2 separate regions of the Arachis hypogaea genome follow, and region 2 is linked to region 1. Evidence: chromatin contacts called from public Hi-C data. All regions are on one chromosome and are shown on one strand. Each heading gives the region's core, a stretch centred on a gene start, on an enhancer-like site or on the middle of the called end of the contact. The rest is flanking DNA. Distances are from core to core; before and after follow the strand shown. Region 1 holds the start of LOC112727206 (protein MIS12 homolog). Region 2 holds the start of LOC112727209 (probable ADP-ribosylation factor GTPase-activating protein AGD6).

Region 1 (4,446 bases), core at 1,693-4,192:
ATTATTTAATAAATATTTTATGTTTAAAATGTGATTTATTTATTTATTTTAACTAACCTATAATTTTATTTCTATTGTTATGTTATAGTCAATGTTCTGAAAACCGGACCGGATTGGCCGGTCCAACCGGCAAAGAAAACGGTCCAATCCGCTATTAATAACCGTTCTTTCAAAAATCGTTCAAAAACTGTTGAACCGGCCGATTTTTGGCCGATTGGACTGAACCAGTAATCGGCCGATTCTTTTTAAACGTTGTCGTTTTGATTTTTATTTAAAAAGAAAAAAACCAATGTTCAACTTAACTCTCAGTCACCCCCTTCCCCCAACACACCCCCGGAAATAGATCCTCTCTAGTTTTTTTAACACTTGACAGAATATAGTGTAATCTCTCACCTTTGATTCTATAAGTGGGACCAGAAATAAATAAGAGATAGAGAGTAATGAATGGTTAGATTAAACACTGTACACTATCCAGTTTTTTCACTGGAGAGGATCCACTCCCCACACCCCCTGTTCATGAAACTATCCCTCTGAACTCTCAAGCAAAGTTCAAAATCACCCAACCAAAACCCTAGTTCTCCCTGCAACAGTTCTGCCGCAGTGCCGCCGCCGTCCGTGCTGTCGGTGCCTTCGCCTCCTCTTTTGTAGCCCATGTCCTCTCTTGTAGCTCAGCGTCCTCCTTCCCCTTGTCCCCGTCCTCCCTGGCTTCTTTGTTCGAGGCTTGGAGCAGCTCGCCGCCGTGTTGCAGGTCACTGTTGTCTTGCCGGTCGCCATCCGTGTCTCCGTCGAAGGTTAGTGGCACTGCTTTCACTTCTTCGGTTCTTCTCTTCCTTTTATGCTCTGTGTGCTAATTTTTGAATGTGAAATTGTGGATGAATTAATGACAATCAAATAATTGATTTTGTGCTGTTGCTCTTTTCTTAATTCCTGAAATTTTTGTTGAAATTTTCTTGTTGCTGCTAAGGATGGATTAGGGATTAGGGATTACTTGTTGCTGTTTTGTAATTAGGGATTATGCTCTGTTAGCTTTATTGATTTCAGGTTTAGTGTGATTAGGGATTACTTGTTACTGTTTTGTTATGTTTGTTGCTGAATGCTAAAATGGAAATCAAATCAAATGTTGTTTGTTGCTGAATGATATTTTTTGTTGCTGAATGCTGTTGGTAGTATTAATTTTGTGCTGCTATTAATTTTCTGGCGGTGCTGCTGCTGTTTTTAATTTTGTGAATGATTTATTAATTTCAGTTATGGATGATAGTTTTAACCTGCTGTTTTATGCTACTAATTTCAATGAAAAATTTGTCACTGATGTTGAGGGACTCTTAAGCTTATATGAAGCTTCACATCTTAGGATTCATGGAGAAGACATATTAGATGAAGCTCTTCGATTCACCTTAAATCCATTACTCTTATGAATGTTATTTTGTTTTATTTTATTTTTCAATTTGATGATATCTTTAATCTTTGTTGCCTATGTTAGTTGGTGTTTGTTGATGGCCTGGAGTTTTGAGCTGTTTGTTAGATGAGTTTAGTTGTGATAAATTTTGATAATTGTTATGTTTTGAGAAGGTTTGGTTTAGTGATTAGGTTGAGCTTGAGTTTAGATTGTGATAAATTTTGATAATTGTTATGTTTTGAGAAGGTTTGGTTCATTGATTAGGTTGAGCTTAATTGTAGAAGAGGTCTTGCTACTCGGTTGTAAGATTGTACAGTATTAACTTATTAAATGATTAGAATTGCATTTTGTTTGAACAGTGTTGACCTATTGAATAGTATTCAGTGATTGAAATTGCATTTTGCTATAGATGGTGATGATTTCTTATGGAATGACCAAGTTTGTATTAGACTACAAGTATGTGTTAGGCGTTTATTTATAATTTATTTATTATTTTATTATAAAATAGTTTTTTTCAGTTAGACCATGGTTGAACCAGTAAATCAGTGAACCAATAACTAAAATGGTTCGATGATCGATTCAGTTTTTAGAACCTTGGTTATAGTTGGTTTTTAAGATATTGTGAGACTTATTATGTCATTGCTGGTTATTTAAAATTTGATGTTGAGACTTGTTATATATATTTAATTTTTTTAATTTACAAAACCGTAAATCCAATCCAATCCAAACCGCATCGTAAGTAAAATTAGTATTCGAATCGAATGAATTTTTGACTCAAAATCGATCCAAACCGCACGGCGAACGCCTCTTACTATCTGTGAATAGTCGCAGGATGGAATTTATATAGATTATAGAATAAAGTAGGAGTGTAGGACAGGGCGAGGTTGGATAGTGCAAAAACCGCCTGTTGCCATCCCTGCAGCCCACTTTTTTGACCCACCTAACCAACATACACGGCAAAATCCCAAGCTCATTCTTTTCCATATTTACCATTTAGCCCCTCCCCTCCTACCATGCTCTTCAATTTCAACTAGCCCATCCATTTTCCCCTTCATCACAACTTGCAACCTTGCTCTCTTGTACTCTTTCCCCTCCTAATCCCACCTACTTCCTCTGCAATAAATTGTACTCCCTCTCTCTCTTTGTTGTTTTTTCTCTGACAATTTTAGCTCGTTCCATTACATTTTACGAGAGATGGGAAAAGTTTTGAATTTTTTAATCTAATTGAATTTAGAATAAAATCCAAAATAGTTTCTGACAATTACCTCAAAAGACAACAAAACCCTTAATAAAAAAAATACCAATTCAACTCCTGAAATTTACTTTTATGAGAAAAGTCAATGTTATTTTTTTGGGACAGGGACTAATAAGTCCCAAAATAAAATCAAGAGCCGGATTGGATGGTTTTTTTTTTGGGAGCCTTGTTGTCCTTTCGAAATAATTGTCAGGGGCCGGATGAAGTATTCACTTTTGAATATATATTTGTGGGTTGTGTTTGTTCAGGTTGTGTTTGAGAGAGAGAGATAGATAGAGATTTGGCGGGAAAATGGAAGGCAGCGAAAGTGAGGCCATCTTTGAATCTCTGAATTTGAATCCGCAGCTCTTCGTCAACGAAGTTCGCAACACCGTGGACGATGTTGTTGATGAAGCTTTCGATTTCTTCCACCAGTAAGTAACACCCTCAAACACTCCCTTCTTCTCCTTTATTTTTTCACTTTCAATTCTGAAATATCATTGTTTGTTTTAATCGGTTTTGTAATTCTATAATTTCAGAGAGGCATCAACCAAGTTGAACTCTGAAGGCTACATACAAAAGTCTGAAGATCTGAAAAAAGGTAACTGTTCTGCTGAACTGAACAGAATTTTACCAGTTAGAGTTACTTTTGTTGTGATAATGGAAATTTGAGAGTATGATAGTTGGTAGCTAGAGTATGCTAAGTGTGGTTCATGCCATTGTTTTGGTTTTTGTGAAAAAGGGAGTTGATTGCGTTCGGCAGAGGACCCAATCTGTTTTGGACAGAAGCTTAGCTATGTGGGAAAAATACTGCTTACTTCACTGTTTTGCTGTTCCCCAAGGCTTTTGCATGCCAAACACTGTATGATCTCTCTCTCTCTCTCTCTCTCTCTCTCTCTCTCTCTCTCACACACACACACACACACACACACACACATCTGATTTTATGACGGTCTAAAAATTAGTTCTGTTAACCGGCTATGAATATGCAGTATGATAAAAGTATACTATATTATAATATTATATATGCGTATGTACTAACTGAAGCATTTCTTATCCTCAGTAAGGATTTTCATTTTGTGAATTTATTATCTAACTTTAGGAAGACAATGTACTTCCAGGACAAGTCAAATGAGAATGGCCTCCATCCAGATGCTCCTTTTGATCCTGATATTGATGCCCAGTTAAATTCCTTAAGAACAAGACTAACAGAGGTCGTATGAATGATAATTGCTGAAATCCTTCTATTATGGGGTTCTACTTTGTTTTTGTCATTTGATTTACATTGATACTATTTGTGCTGTCAGGTGGGGAAGGAGTTTGAAGTGTTGAATCATGAAATTCAAATATTAGAAAAGCAGTCTACTGTCAATGCTCACTATGTCAATAATGCAGTACAATTATATGAGCAGAACCATGTGTTGTTTCAGGGTAATTCAAGAGCTCTGCTTCATCTTTATATTCATTTAATCATTTTTGCACGGCAAGTACTAGCCTTTTACCATTAGAGATTAATTGTGATGCGAAATGCATGCTTTCATTTTTGATTAAGCTAAAGGGTACTTCATTTTGTACCTTTATCTATATATGCTATTACATGCGTGCTGCATATAGCTTTCTTTTCCATTTTTGATGCAAATGGACATTTAATTGGTTCAACTGTTTGGATTCTAGAAATTTTTTCAAAATATATGTATTTTTCCACGCAATTGCATAGCAGTCAAATAATGCACAATTAGGAAAAGGTTTCTTTTTATTCTGTGGTTCATATATATCATATATGACTTGCATAATACATATTAGTATTTTACATGTA
Region 2 (4,442 bases), core at 509-3,008, 170 kb after region 1:
AAGGATGACAATGTCATACAAATAAATAATCTGGGATCTCAAAAGTTAATAACTGGAAGCAAATAATGAAAGTCTAAGTGCATTTCTCGATACCTGGATGTCAACGGAAAAGAAAAGTCGTCAAATTCATGCGGCCTGAGAGTAGGAAACTGCCAGAATATCCAAGACTATAGTAGTTGGAGGGGGCCTGCCAAGTTCGTGACATTTCTGTTGGCCACTCGACACATGCATCGATATAGCCATGCCTAGCCGAACCTCAACTGTAAGTGCCCATCTCGTTAAGTTTTGCCACAAACAGCAACCACCGTATATGTACCTGATTTCCACTCTTGTCACCAAACAACTGAGTGGATAGCAGCATCATAATGTACGCACGTCCATATATGCGTACGATATTCTCAGGACGCCACCTCTCAATAAATGCGTTGACTAGGGGCTCGTCCAACTAGAATCAACATGTGTTCAGCCTAGTCAGGTGGTTCAAACCAGCACTCTCCAAATAAGATATGATCCTATCATACAAAGGCATATTCTATTGCCTCCGAACACTGTAAATACATCTAATTGGCTGCATGATGTGAGAAAAATAACCACACCGAATGAAATTCCAATACTTACAAGTTTAAACCATAAATTATAATTGGACACAAAAACTACAAATTTTTTGTCTATCCAATCTTAACTAAAATTTCAGATATACTTCATTTAACATTATTTTTCAAGCTAATTTTATTAAAATAGAAAAACAATACTTATAAACTTTTACATCAAATTTTGTTTCATAGATCTAAATATATTTTAGAACAAGTAAAAAATCTCCAACTTTTAAATTTATAAATCCTATATTATAAAATTTAAGTCTTAAATTTTAAAAGCTAAACTATAAAATTAATTTTAAAATTTTAAATTTTAAATTTAAAGTTTAAACTTTTAAATCTTAGTTTTCAAATACCATATTTAAAAAATAACCCTACAAACCTTAAAAACTATATTAACATTTGAACCCTAAATCTTAATTACTTTAGGATAAATATACTACTTAAACACTATATCCTTAATTTTAAATTTTAAATCTTAACTTTTAAATACTAAGTTACATATCTTAAATTTTGTATTCTAATTACTGCATCCTAAATACTACATATTATGTTATAAAATTTAATAATAAAAAAAAAACAAACTGGCCTCTTCATTGATGCCATCGACAACATGCGCAACGCTGTTGAGTTGGTATAGCTTGCCTTCGTCTGCCATGGTCCCACGCCTTAAGAATTTTAGGTACCCAAATCTTCTCCAATCCTTTTCTTTCTTCCCACTCAATCCACAACTCTAAACAAACAAACAACCCCCTCTAAAATAGTTGGTACTCAGTCAAAATGAAGAATCTGCGATTAAGTTCGACAAATTTATAGGTAAATATAAACTGCTATACCCCTCTTGCAGTTCATGCAATTAAGCGTTCGTGAGAAAACTGTTGAAGATGTGCTGCGATTTTTTTTTTAATATTCTATAACTTAAACCGCTATGCTTTTTATGGTTTACGTGTAATAACTAATTCACTCTATCCTTCTCACGATTTTTATAAATCTATAAAAATTACATTTTCTTATACAAGATTTAAAAGTTGTAATTCATAATATTAATTTACAAATAATTTATTTTGATAACTTGTCCTAATTTTAATTTTTGTTGTTTCAGTAAGAGAAAATATAACTAAATGTTTATATCGGTAAATTTGTATAGTTTAATTTATGTGAATATATAATTATTTTTTATTCAAATAATAGAAAAAAAGCCTGCAGATACTGGATCAAAGATAATGATTGAAGGTGATCCTAGGTAGCTAGCAATTGTCGTTAGGCTTTTAGCTCTAGTTACTACTATATTTTCCATCTGACAACCCAAATATCCGAATCAGTAACGTAATTACGTACTGTAACATCTTTCACCCTTCTCTAATCCCAAAAATACCCCAATCACTAACGTTTTAACACAACATATAAAAACAAACCCTTCTCAGCTTTTCTCTGTTCGCCACCAACCCAATCCAACCGAAACCAGCCCATTCCCACCCTTCCATTCCCACCAGCAGCCATCGATGGCGACGGCAGCGGCGTCACGGCGGCTTCGGGATCTGCAGTCCCAACCAGCAAACAAGATCTGCGTAGACTGCTCCCAGAAGAACCCGCAGTGGGCCTCCGTCTCCTACGGCGTCTTCATGTGCCTCGAGTGCTCCGGCAAGCACCGCGGCCTCGGCGTGCACATCTCCTTCGTCCGATCCGTCACCATGGACGCATGGTCCGAAATCCAGCTCAAGAAAATGGAAGCTGGCGGCAACAATAACCTCAACTCCTTCCTCGCCTCTTATTCTGTTCCCAAGGAAACTGATATAGTTAAGAAGTACAACACCAAAGCCGCCGCTATCTACCGTGATCGCATCGCCGCAATTGCCGAAGGGCGGCCGTGGCGCGATCCGCCTGTTCAGAGGGAGGATCTCGCCGGAGGATTCGCTACTGGAAAGGGAAAGCCTCCGATGAACGGCGGTGGAGGAGGAAACAAGCGGAATGACGGCGATTGGGAGGATTGGGGAACCGATGACGGTTTCGGCGGGGATTTGCGACGGAATCAGTCTGCTGGCGATGTGAGAAGTGTTGGCGGTGGCGGTGGTGTGGCGGGGAGGTCTAAGTCGAGTGAGGATATTTACACGCGGTCGCAGCTTGAGGCTTCGGCGGCTAACAAGGAGAGCTTCTTCGCGAGGAAGATGGCGGAGAATGAGTCGCGGCCGGAGGGGCTTCCGCCGTCGAAGGGAGGGAAATACGTCGGTTTTGGATCGAGTCCTGGGCCCATGGCGGCGCAGAGGATCAATCAGCAAAACGACTATTTCTCCGTCGTTTCGCAGGTGACTTTGTTTCTTAGTTGAATTTAAAACAGTCTCTCAAGTGGACTTTGCAAGCGACTGAGTCTTCAGTCATCTGCATATCGTCAACGTTGAATTTTTCATATTTTATCAATTTTTTAATAATAAATTAAAGATTCACCATTTTATTCGGTCTGTTGTGTGCAATTTCCACGTTAGAAGATCCTGTTTTGCATTGATTTTAATTTGTGGCCTCTTTCTTCGGTTGATTTTGTTCTTGTGTTCAGGGGTTTGGTAAATTATCGTTGGCGGCTCAGACTGCTGCTTCTAAGGTATTTACACTAACTCTGTTCCTTCAAGCCATTATTTTTAGCTACTTGTTCCATTTCCATAGCTGAGGAAAATGATTTTGTTAGAAGCAAGGCGTTTTCTTTTGCTCTGCTTTTTATGTTACATGAATTGCTTTGGGTGTATTGCTTCCTCTAGAGTTTAATGAACCGCCTCATTAACAAAAGGTTGTTTCTCCGGTGAAGACATTGTGATATGTTAGATGGTTTGATATATTTTACTGAACATATTTGACCAAATCATTTGTCTCGATGGAAGTAGCCACCTTAACAAAAACGACTATAGTATTTTTTTCTGGACATTACGAAATAATAATATCTATAGTTCTATACATTTAAGCTATACTCCTTACAAATTTGGACCATAATTCTTTCCGTGTTTATTATGCTATATAACGAATAGAAAGCATGTCCTGCACTGGTAAAGTAGACTACATGAATCAAACGTGCCATCAGTACCACTTGTTTTAACTTCTGAAAGAATTTTAAGTCAACCGGTGTGAAAAGCTTGCAAAATGCAGCTGAAAATCATACAATTTTTTTTCTTTCAAGTTTTTAGTTAAATCAGTATGTTGGTAAATAGGTTTGCTCGTCATGCTTTTCGTCTTAGCTACTCTGCATATGTCTACTCCTTTCAGAAGGTATTAGGTGTATCTACTAGGGGAGGGAAAAAGAACTACTGTGTCTTCGAGTCATATATGATTCAAGTATAAAATTTGATTATGCCCTTTGCCTAAATTCTTTATTCTTTGATTCAGGTCAAAGAGGGTGGTTATGATCAAAAAGTCAATGATGTCACTCAGAAGACATGGGGTATAATGAAAGGTGTCATAGCTATGGCTTCAGAGAAGGTAGAAGAGTACACCAGAGATGGCTCAAATGGAATGAACAATAATTGGCAACAAAATGAGAGTGGCAGGAATGGTTACCATCAGGATTTCAATCAACAGAACCAGGGATGGAATTCTTCTACCAGAACTGAACAATCCTCTTCTAAGCAATTTAACACCCACAGCTCAAGTTCTTGGGATGATTGGAACAATAAAGGTAGTAGGAACGGAAAACCAGCAAATGGATCAACAACTCAAAATTCAAGCTCTTGGGATGATTGGGGGCACAAAGGTTCCAGGAAGGAAGAACCAGTGAGAGGATCGGCGACAAATAACGACGATGGATGGGCTGGCTGGGATGATGACAAAGATGATGGATTTGATCATTCTTATTATGAAGGTGGATCT

The links. Hi-C and Micro-C count contacts between places; a contact is called where the count stands out from the background.
Region 2: a Hi-C map of leaf shows a contact between it and region 1, with 2.8 times the contacts expected there. The contact joins the promoter of LOC112727209 here to the promoter of LOC112727206 in region 1. A contact is called at or near these places in 2 of 8 Hi-C or Micro-C datasets (leaf and an unstated tissue).

Annotation. Positions count from the first base shown.
Region 1 is chr12:26,474,396-26,478,841 of arahy.Tifrunner.gnm2.J5K5, forward strand. LOC112727206 (protein MIS12 homolog) reads left to right here and starts at 2,943. Exons shown (of 7, transcript XM_029291050.2): 1 at 2,943-3,064; 2 at 3,170-3,266; 3 at 3,373-3,492; 4 at 3,752-3,844; 5 at 3,938-4,061. The coding sequence starts at 2,943.
Region 2 is chr12:26,648,509-26,652,950 of arahy.Tifrunner.gnm2.J5K5, forward strand. LOC112727209 (probable ADP-ribosylation factor GTPase-activating protein AGD6) reads left to right here and starts at 1,759. Exons shown (of 4, transcript XM_025776876.3): 1 at 1,759-2,899; 2 at 3,145-3,189; 3 at 3,963-4,442. The coding sequence starts at 2,099.